Regions from separate parts of the Hordeum vulgare genome. Here region 1 is linked to region 2. Evidence: chromatin contacts called from public Hi-C data. All regions are on one chromosome and are shown on one strand. Each heading gives the region's core, a stretch centred on a gene start, on an enhancer-like site or on the middle of the called end of the contact. The rest is flanking DNA. Distances are from core to core; before and after follow the strand shown.

Region 1 (4,181 bases), core at 431-2,930, 220 kb before region 2:
CATATAAAGACATTTGCAGATTGACGTTGGATATGCCCTTACAGCAGCGCGGTGAGTGGTGTCCCTGCCTAGAAAGTACAAACACCGGCAATCCCACCTCTTCAAGCAACGATGGTGCTGCAAAGCAGCATCCCGGGCCTCCTACAGAAAGGAGGGTTGCAACAACGGCAGTGTCGCCAACGGTGTTGCACAACAGCATCACCGGACAAATGGAGGGTGGCAACAGCGAGAATGTTTCGTAACAACATCGATGGACCCGCTACAAAAAACAAAGGGTGGCAGCAACGACAGTGTCGATGGCGGTGTTGCATAGCAACATCACCGGACCTACTACAAAAATGTTGGGTGGCAGCAACGGAAGTGGCAGCCGCGGTGTTCATAGCACCATCACCGGACCTGCTACAGAAAACTGGAGGTTGCAGCAGCAGCAGTGGCGGCCAGCATCTACACCAATAGTGCTTGGTTGCAATCCACAAAACTTGTTGCAGCCCACTCGTGGTTGCCGAAGATCATGCAACAACGATGGTGTTGCAAAGCAGAAGCGTCGGACGCCCTTCCGTAGCGGCCACTACTCGCAACACCAGTCCACATCCCCCGTTGTGGCGGTTACCGGAGCTGAGGGAGGTGCCCTCGCCGGCAAGATCCGGGTGTAGTAGCCAATGGGTGTTGAAGAAGGCAGAGCGTGAGGAAATGCGGAGACGAGAGGCCAGCGAGAGATGGCAAGCAGGAGGAAGATGAGAAATGGGGGAGAAGATTCGGAAAGGGGAAAAGTGGTGGGTGGGCCACATGACGTGTATCACACATAGGAGCTTGACATGGCAATTAAAATTAATTGATAGAATATAAGGGCGTGTATGGTTGCGTGCATTAAGTACAACTAGGCCCGCATGGGAAAAATCTGGGCTGTCTGGTTGGGTGCGTACAAAATTGGCTCTGCATCACATGAAGTTTAAAGTACCTGTGGACCTATCTTCCTGAAAACGCTTGAATCGATAGTTTCTAGGGAGCGAGGTCCGCGTGATGCACGTGGACGGTGGGGGCTGCATGCAAGGAGACACGCTCGAGAAGCGGTATTACTTCCCGAAGCTTCCGCGGTTATTACCCTCACCTTCCCTCACCGCTTTCTATGTCCCCTCTCCCCTCTCCTCACTCTCACCGACGACAGCGACGGCATTCAGCAGACCGGTGAACACCAATTGTAGATGCATCAGTATAACTCTGAAGATGGATTGGTGGCAGGTGGCGACGGCGGCCTCTGAGTGTGCACCGGACCGGTGGGTGCCCCATACCCGGCAGGTGGCTTGGTTTGGGCCTCGGGTGTTAGATGTTAGGTTTTGCTGCGAGGTCTGTTTAGTGTTAGGCCTAAACTATCAGCAACCCTTTATCAACTGGATAGGAGTAGCGACAAATGTTGTCTGGACGGTTCAGTCTTACTGATGTATTATTTTGTAATTTTCTTTTTATATATTATTAATAAAATGATTGGATGCATTGCTCATATGCTAGAGGCGGGGGTCATCCTCCTTTAAGGAAAAGAGAGAAAAGGATGACATGCGTGCTTACCGTAACGAGAGAAGACGGCGTAGCTGTGTCGTCTGATTATCCTAAGCGTATATGCTAGCTAGGGCCTTCATATTGGCATTTTCTTTCAGGACGCTTTCGATGCTAGCCGTCCCAAAGTCTTTCTTTTCTCATTTGTGTGGCTTGTTCTCGTCCCACAGGGCCACCAAAGTGAACTAAGCTAGCATGGCATACGGCGAAGATGGTCATCGCGGGGTGCACACAATTCCGGAGGTTTGCATCGTCATTTTCGTCGCGAGATAATTCCGTGCTTGATCGATCCCTTCCACTGAATCACCTCAAGCATCTATTTATTTCTGCAAACATACTGTATACGATATGCATGCGTTGATCAGGGCAAGAGTTTGGCCGTCTTCATCTGCTGGCTTCTGGGCAACGGATGCCTCTTTGGGTACAACAGCATGCTCACCATGGAAGATTACTTCGTCCACCTCTTCCCAGTATAACAAACTTTTACTAGTATACGAATGCTTTTCTTCTTCCACATCGAGTAGGCCACACGCGCGCGCACACACACACAGAGCTAACTTTTGACATTTGTGCATTCAGAGCTACCATCCGGTTAGAGTCATCACTCTCACCTATCAGCCGTTTGTGCTCGTGATAGCTGCGGTGTTTGCCTACCATGAGGCGAAAGTAAACACCAGGGTGCGAAACTTGGTGGGGTACTCACTTTTCTTCCTCAGCTCGCTCGCTCTCATCATCGTAAGCACATTTTCAGAAACTCTGTGTTCTGAACCATTGAACATTGACTGCTCGATTCCTCTCTCCTGCACCGTAGCTGGATCTTGCGACGTCGGGTAGAGGTGGAATCGCAGCCTTCATCGGCGTGTGTACGGTTGTGTCAGTGTTTGGCGTCGCGGAAGGTCACGTCGAAGGTGCCATGACCGGGGACCTATCCTTGATGTGCCCGGAGTTCATACAGGTGAAATTAATTTCTTGTGCCAGCACATGCATGGAATTTTTGCACTGGCTACGGGGTATTTGTTTTTTCTTTTCTTTTGAGGAATATAAGAGACACTAATGTGCTTGGATCCAGTCATTTTCTGCTGGCATGGCTGCATCGGGCGCAATAACGTCTGCCCTGAGGCTCGTTACAAAAGCGGCCTTCGAGAAATCCAGAGACGGCCTTCGCAGAGGAGCTAGTATGTCGCATCATGCAACCTCCAATTCATTCCGAGTTTCTACTTATTCATGCTCATATCTACTATATACATATTGCAGTGTTGTTCTTCGCTGCATCATGCGTCTTCGAGGTGCTGTGCTTGGTGCTGTATGCCCACGTCTTCCCCAAGCTGCCAATAGTGAAATTCTACCGTGCAAAGGCGGCTTCCGAGGGATCTCTGACGGTCGCCGCCGACCTTGCTGCCGCCGGCCTCCAAAGACACCCAAAACTATCGGTACGGACGTATGGTACCCTCGTCCACGCCAGCTGAAAACTGTAATCTAGCTCCAGGCGGATGGCAAAATGAAAGATCCATATGTGCGTTTCAGGCTGAAGACGACCCAGCCATCCCTGAACGTTTGAGCAACAAGCAGCTCCTCATGCTCAACATGGACTATGCCTTGGACATGTTCCTCATCTACCTGCTGACGCTCTCCATCTTCCCAGGATTTCTAGCCGAAGACCTTGAATCGCACAGCTTGGGCTCCTGGTAAGTCGCCATCCCATTCTAGCATGCCCCTGAGATTACCCTTTTGCTTATTACAGTACTACGTACGAAGGATGGAATGAAAACACGCGCAGGTACGCGCTGGTGCTGATCGCGACCTACAACAGCTCGGACCTGGTCGGGAGATACGTGCCTCTGATGGAGAGCGTCAAGGTGACGTCTCGGAGGAGACTACTGGCCATGGTGCTCGCGCGGTACCTGCTCCTCCCGGCGTTCTACTGCGCGGCCAGGTACGGAGGGGAGTCCTGGACGATCGTGCTCGTGTCGGCTCTAGGACTCAGCAACGGGTACCTGACGGTCTGCGTCCTGACCGAGGCGCCCAAACCGTACAAGGTTGGTCTGCGTTCCTGACGGTCTGATGTTTCCTTTCGTTTTTAATGGGGGGTAATGCCGGTGCTACTACTGAGTACTGACTGAGTTTGCACTTTCGTTTTTTTTTTACAGGGGCCAGAAAAGAATGCTCTCGGAAACCTGCTCGTGTTTTGCCTCTTGGCAGGCATATGTTTAGGGGCTGTTCTTGACTGGCTGTGGCTCATAGGCAAAGGATGGTGATCAAACATTTGGCTGCATGTCATCCAGATTTGTTCCAAATCGAGAAGCACTACATATTTCCGTTTTCCCTTATTTCCTTTCCTAGAATCTTATTAGTGCGCGCGCTTTTTACCTGTTGCGAGCGGCCGGCCAGCATGCATTTGTCAGGTGCATCTTGTCGGACCATTCTCAAGTGCGACATGCAAACTTTTAGTATCACTAGTCGCTAACCGGTGCATCGCACGGGCTAGTTATATAATACTATCTTACAATCTAATTTACATGCATATAAATAATGACTCTAAGAAAATTTCAGGATTATCTTCATGAATTATAGTTTATTTTATTGTTAAAATCCGTGACACAACTCCCAAAAAATGTGTTCAACAATAGCAC
Region 2 (3,938 bases), core at 565-3,064:
ATGATTCATGAACTCAAGCAAATTTATGTCCCTCTCAGTCCCAACTCTTCTGCATCCACTAAATCACCAGATATGATGCAAACCTAAACCTCGACCAATCATTCTTCTACTGCCTCCATCCCATAATATAAGATGTTATTACAACCAACATGTGAGTATATCGGTTGTAATAACATCTTATTTGTGGGACAGATGGAGTAGTTAATCAGGGTAACCAAGTTATCATAGTTGAAAGCATGCATAAAGTCATTAATTCAGCAAGGCAACCAAGCAGGCAAATAATACCACTGACAAAGAATGAAAACCTAACCATTTATTGATGCAGCTGTTGCAGAAGTACTTGTTTTCACAGTTCTTGCACTTGACAACGCGTGCTACCTTCTTCAACCCACAACGGTGGCATGACATCTGTGCTGCCTTTGCTTTACTCATTGCATGAGGAACGACCTAGATCCATACAAAAATCAGCAATAAGAACAGGTTCAGCACAAAATTACACAATGCAAATCAAACTATCAATCAAGAATATTGAATGATTAGCTAGGTGACCTTCACAGGGCCAACAGGCACTGGCTCAGCATTCTTGGAACGGTAGCACCGCCGGAGTGGTGCGGGAATATCCACTCCAACCTTTGTAGTCACAGGGGAGCCTAGCGGCCCACTGCTCCCCGGTGAAATTGTCATCAATCCATTAGGGAGATCCCTTGTGGCCTTTGGTGATTCTGGCGCCAGATTTAAGCGCTTTCTTCCCTTTCTCTTGTTCTTCTTTTGCCGTTGGAGAGCCACGGCAAGGACCTCCCCATCGGCTGGCGGTTTCTTGCCCTTGCTAGCCTTGGCATAATGATACTCGCAAAAGCTGACAGTGGGGAGTGCACGAGCTGAGCAGCGCCACTTCTTACCATCACTTCTGCGGCACCGGAGGTTATCCGGCAGTGGCGGAGGAGAATCGCCACGTTCTCCTGCTTTGCGACGCCGGCGCCGACGTGAAGGCAGAGGGGTCTCCTCTTCCTCGTCATCCTCAGTAGGCGGGTCGGGTTTGACCACTCGCTTGCGGCGGCGGCTACGGGCTGGAGGAGAGGGGGGAGGGGATTCCTCCAGAGCGTCAGGCTCGGCATCAGTACCCTCACCTTCGGCTTCAGAATCCGCATCTACGTTCTCGCCACCAACCTCAGCGGCGTTGTCGCCGTCTGTGCCGGCGGCTTCTTCTTCGTCCTCGCCAACAGTCCCGGCAGCTTCCTCTCCACTCCCGCCGTCGGTCCGAGCGGCTTGCTCTTCATTCTCGCCGTCGGTTTCCTCTGCCTCCGCTTCTGGATCGGCTTCTCGGGCACCTGCCTTGCGCTCAGAGTCGCTCTGGGCGGCTTCCTCTTCGACCTTGGCCTCCGCCGCCTCGACCTTGGTCCCCGCATCTGCACCATTGGCTTCAGGTTCGGCGACCATCTCCTCGGCCTTGGTTGCGCCAGCTTCCTCTTCATGCTCCGCATCCATCTCCTCGGCCTTGGTATCGGCGGCTTCCTCCTTGGAGGCCTCGCCGTCCGTATCGTCAGCTCCGCTCTCAGCGGAGTCCTCGTTGGAGTTGCCGTCGTCGGCCTCGTCTTCGGACATGGCGTCGACCGCGGTCTCCACGGGCTCGGCGTCGCTGGCTTCGGAGTCGGGCTGGCCCCCGGCCCCTCCCTTAGAGCGGCGCGGAGGCATGGCGGCGGCGGCGGCGCGGGGCTAGGGTTCCGGCGAGGGATTTGGAGGGGATTGGGGAGATCGGAGCGGGGGTCAGTGCGGGTTACTGGTTCTGCGAGGGGGCTCTCCTCGATAGAGGGGGTGGGTTAAGGGGGTGTCAATGTGGGTCCCGCCCTCCGTGGGAGAGCGTCACAGGGTCGTCTCACGAGGCGGGGGAGGAGCGTCCGCGTCGGATACGAAAGTTTTTTTTTTTTTTTGAGGATTACGAAAGCTTTAATTGGAAGGTTATTATTACTCCTCTAAAAAAAGAAATAAAAGAAAGCTAGTTAATGTCAAAAGGAATGGAGACAGGGAAGGCGTCTGTGTCGTTCGATGGTCACTGCACGGGTGAGATCGTGTTGCGTGTATTTATTGTTGGGTATTTTTAGGGGTGAGCTGGATCGCGTTGGCGGTCCATTAAAGATCTCTCTGTTATGGAACATGGGCCCTCATTCACAAGGGTTCAGCCCATTCCCTGCTGCATGCAAGGCCCGGTCCAGCCGTCCAGGGAAGCTACAGCAAAATTACCTCACCATTCCGACACACTACGAATTTGATAACGTTACCCTCTGTGCTTGAAATAAAACAAAATAATAACGTAACCGTTAAAAAATTTCATCTCCAATTTATTTCATGTGAATTTTTATCTTTTATTTTCATTTTATATAATTAATTTTCATGTAAGTTTTTCCCTTCTCTTTCATGTACTCCCTCCGTACCTAAATATAAGTTTTTTAAGATATTTCACTAGGTGTCTACATACAAAACAAAATGAGTAAATCTATACTCTAAAGTATGTCTATGTACATCCGTATGTAATCCATTAGTGAAACATCTAGAAAGACTTATATTTAGGAATGGAGGAAGTATTGCGTAGACGTTTGCGCTTTTCATTTTTGTTTTTTCTGACAAGTCCTTTCTATTCTCGGTAAACATATTTATTCGAGGTGCCACTTTCATCAATAACATTTACTCATTCCTGTCCTTTATACTACGCATATAAGATTTGTGTCAAGTGAAACTTTACAAAGTTTAATCAAATTTATATTAAAAAATATTATCATCTACGATACCAAGTATGCGTAATATGAAACTACGTTCCATAAGAATCTAATGATATTGATTTGGTATTATAAATATTGATATTTTTTGTTATAAGTTTGTTCAAATTAAAGATGCTCTCACTTACAATTTTGGATTTTTTTTTATTTTGTTTCTTAAACAGTTACTTTTTCATTGTAGTCATTTTCTATCGTTGTATTTAGCAATAGTCTACATTTTGACATTATGGATCCATATAAGCGGTTGGATGCTCTATTTAGAAACACCACTCGTTAGTTGCAAGCTTAGGGTCAGCATTGGGTTGGCAGTGTTCAAATGCAAATTGTGTGGTATTTTTTTTGGCTAGAGGTGGCTCGGGAGACCCATGTTCTCTCTAACATGGGAGTTTAGATGTGTGTTACCCTTAAACATTATGTTCTTGGACTTCCAGGAACGTGCTATTGCTAAAAAACGTTTGAGGATTTTGTGGTTAACGAAAGGGGAAGCCAACATGGATTCGTTTCGCGCTTTTCAAATTGATGAGATGCAAAAAAGTCTTCTTCCCTTTGATCATTTTGGTTCGGCAAGTGATTGCAGATGATCAACCGGGTAAAGGAAATGTGCTTCCTAATCTGCATGAGGACCTCCTTGGCAAGTCGGTGGTTCGAGATTTCATGCTAGATTTTGAGGCTTTGGGTGCGATACATCTTCAACGTATCAATAATGTATGAAGTATTGATGTCATATTTACATGTGTTTACAATACTTTTATATGGATTTGATGCACTTTATATGTTCCAATTATAACTAAAACGGACTCGCGTTGTTTTCAACAGAATTATCGTGGTGTTGTTTTTATGTAGGAAATAGAAGTTCTCATAATCGCCGGAAACTTTTATCGGTTTTTTCTAGACAATATGAGAAATACCGAAGCGAAGAACCACCAGAGGGGGGGCACCTGCTGGCCACAACCTAACAGGGCACCCCCTGATAGCTTGTGGGCCCCTCATGGCTCTGGTTTGATGTGAATCCAATGCTGAGAAATCCTATAGATCTAGAAACCTCCTAAAGTTAACCTAAAACTTCCACTCCGTCGCCACAAGCCTTTATACCGAATAAAACTCATATGGAGCCCTATTCCGGCACCCTACCGGAGGAGGAAATCATCATAGGAGGCCATCTTCGTT

Evidence for each region. Hi-C and Micro-C count contacts between places; a contact is called where the count stands out from the background.
Region 1: a Hi-C map of seedling shows a contact between it and region 2, with 2.7 times the contacts expected there. The contact joins the promoter of LOC123429868 here to the promoter of LOC123425720 in region 2. A contact is called at or near these places in 4 of 6 Hi-C or Micro-C datasets (leaf and seedling).

Annotation. Positions count from the first base shown.
Region 1 is chr2H:174,151,826-174,156,006 of MorexV3_pseudomolecules_assembly, reverse strand. LOC123429868 (equilibrative nucleotide transporter 3-like) reads left to right here and starts at 1,680. Exons shown (of 9, transcript XM_045113844.1): 1 at 1,680-1,794; 2 at 1,917-2,021; 3 at 2,131-2,286; 4 at 2,363-2,506; 5 at 2,621-2,726; 6 at 2,806-2,981; 7 at 3,076-3,236; 8 at 3,329-3,587; 9 at 3,699-3,930. The coding sequence starts at 1,747. The coding sequence ends at 3,806.
Region 2 is chr2H:173,927,206-173,931,143 of MorexV3_pseudomolecules_assembly, reverse strand. LOC123425720 (histone-lysine N-methyltransferase SETD1B-like) reads right to left here and starts at 1,814. Exons shown (of 6, transcript XM_045109429.1): 1 at 550-1,814; 2 at 311-447. The coding sequence starts at 1,692.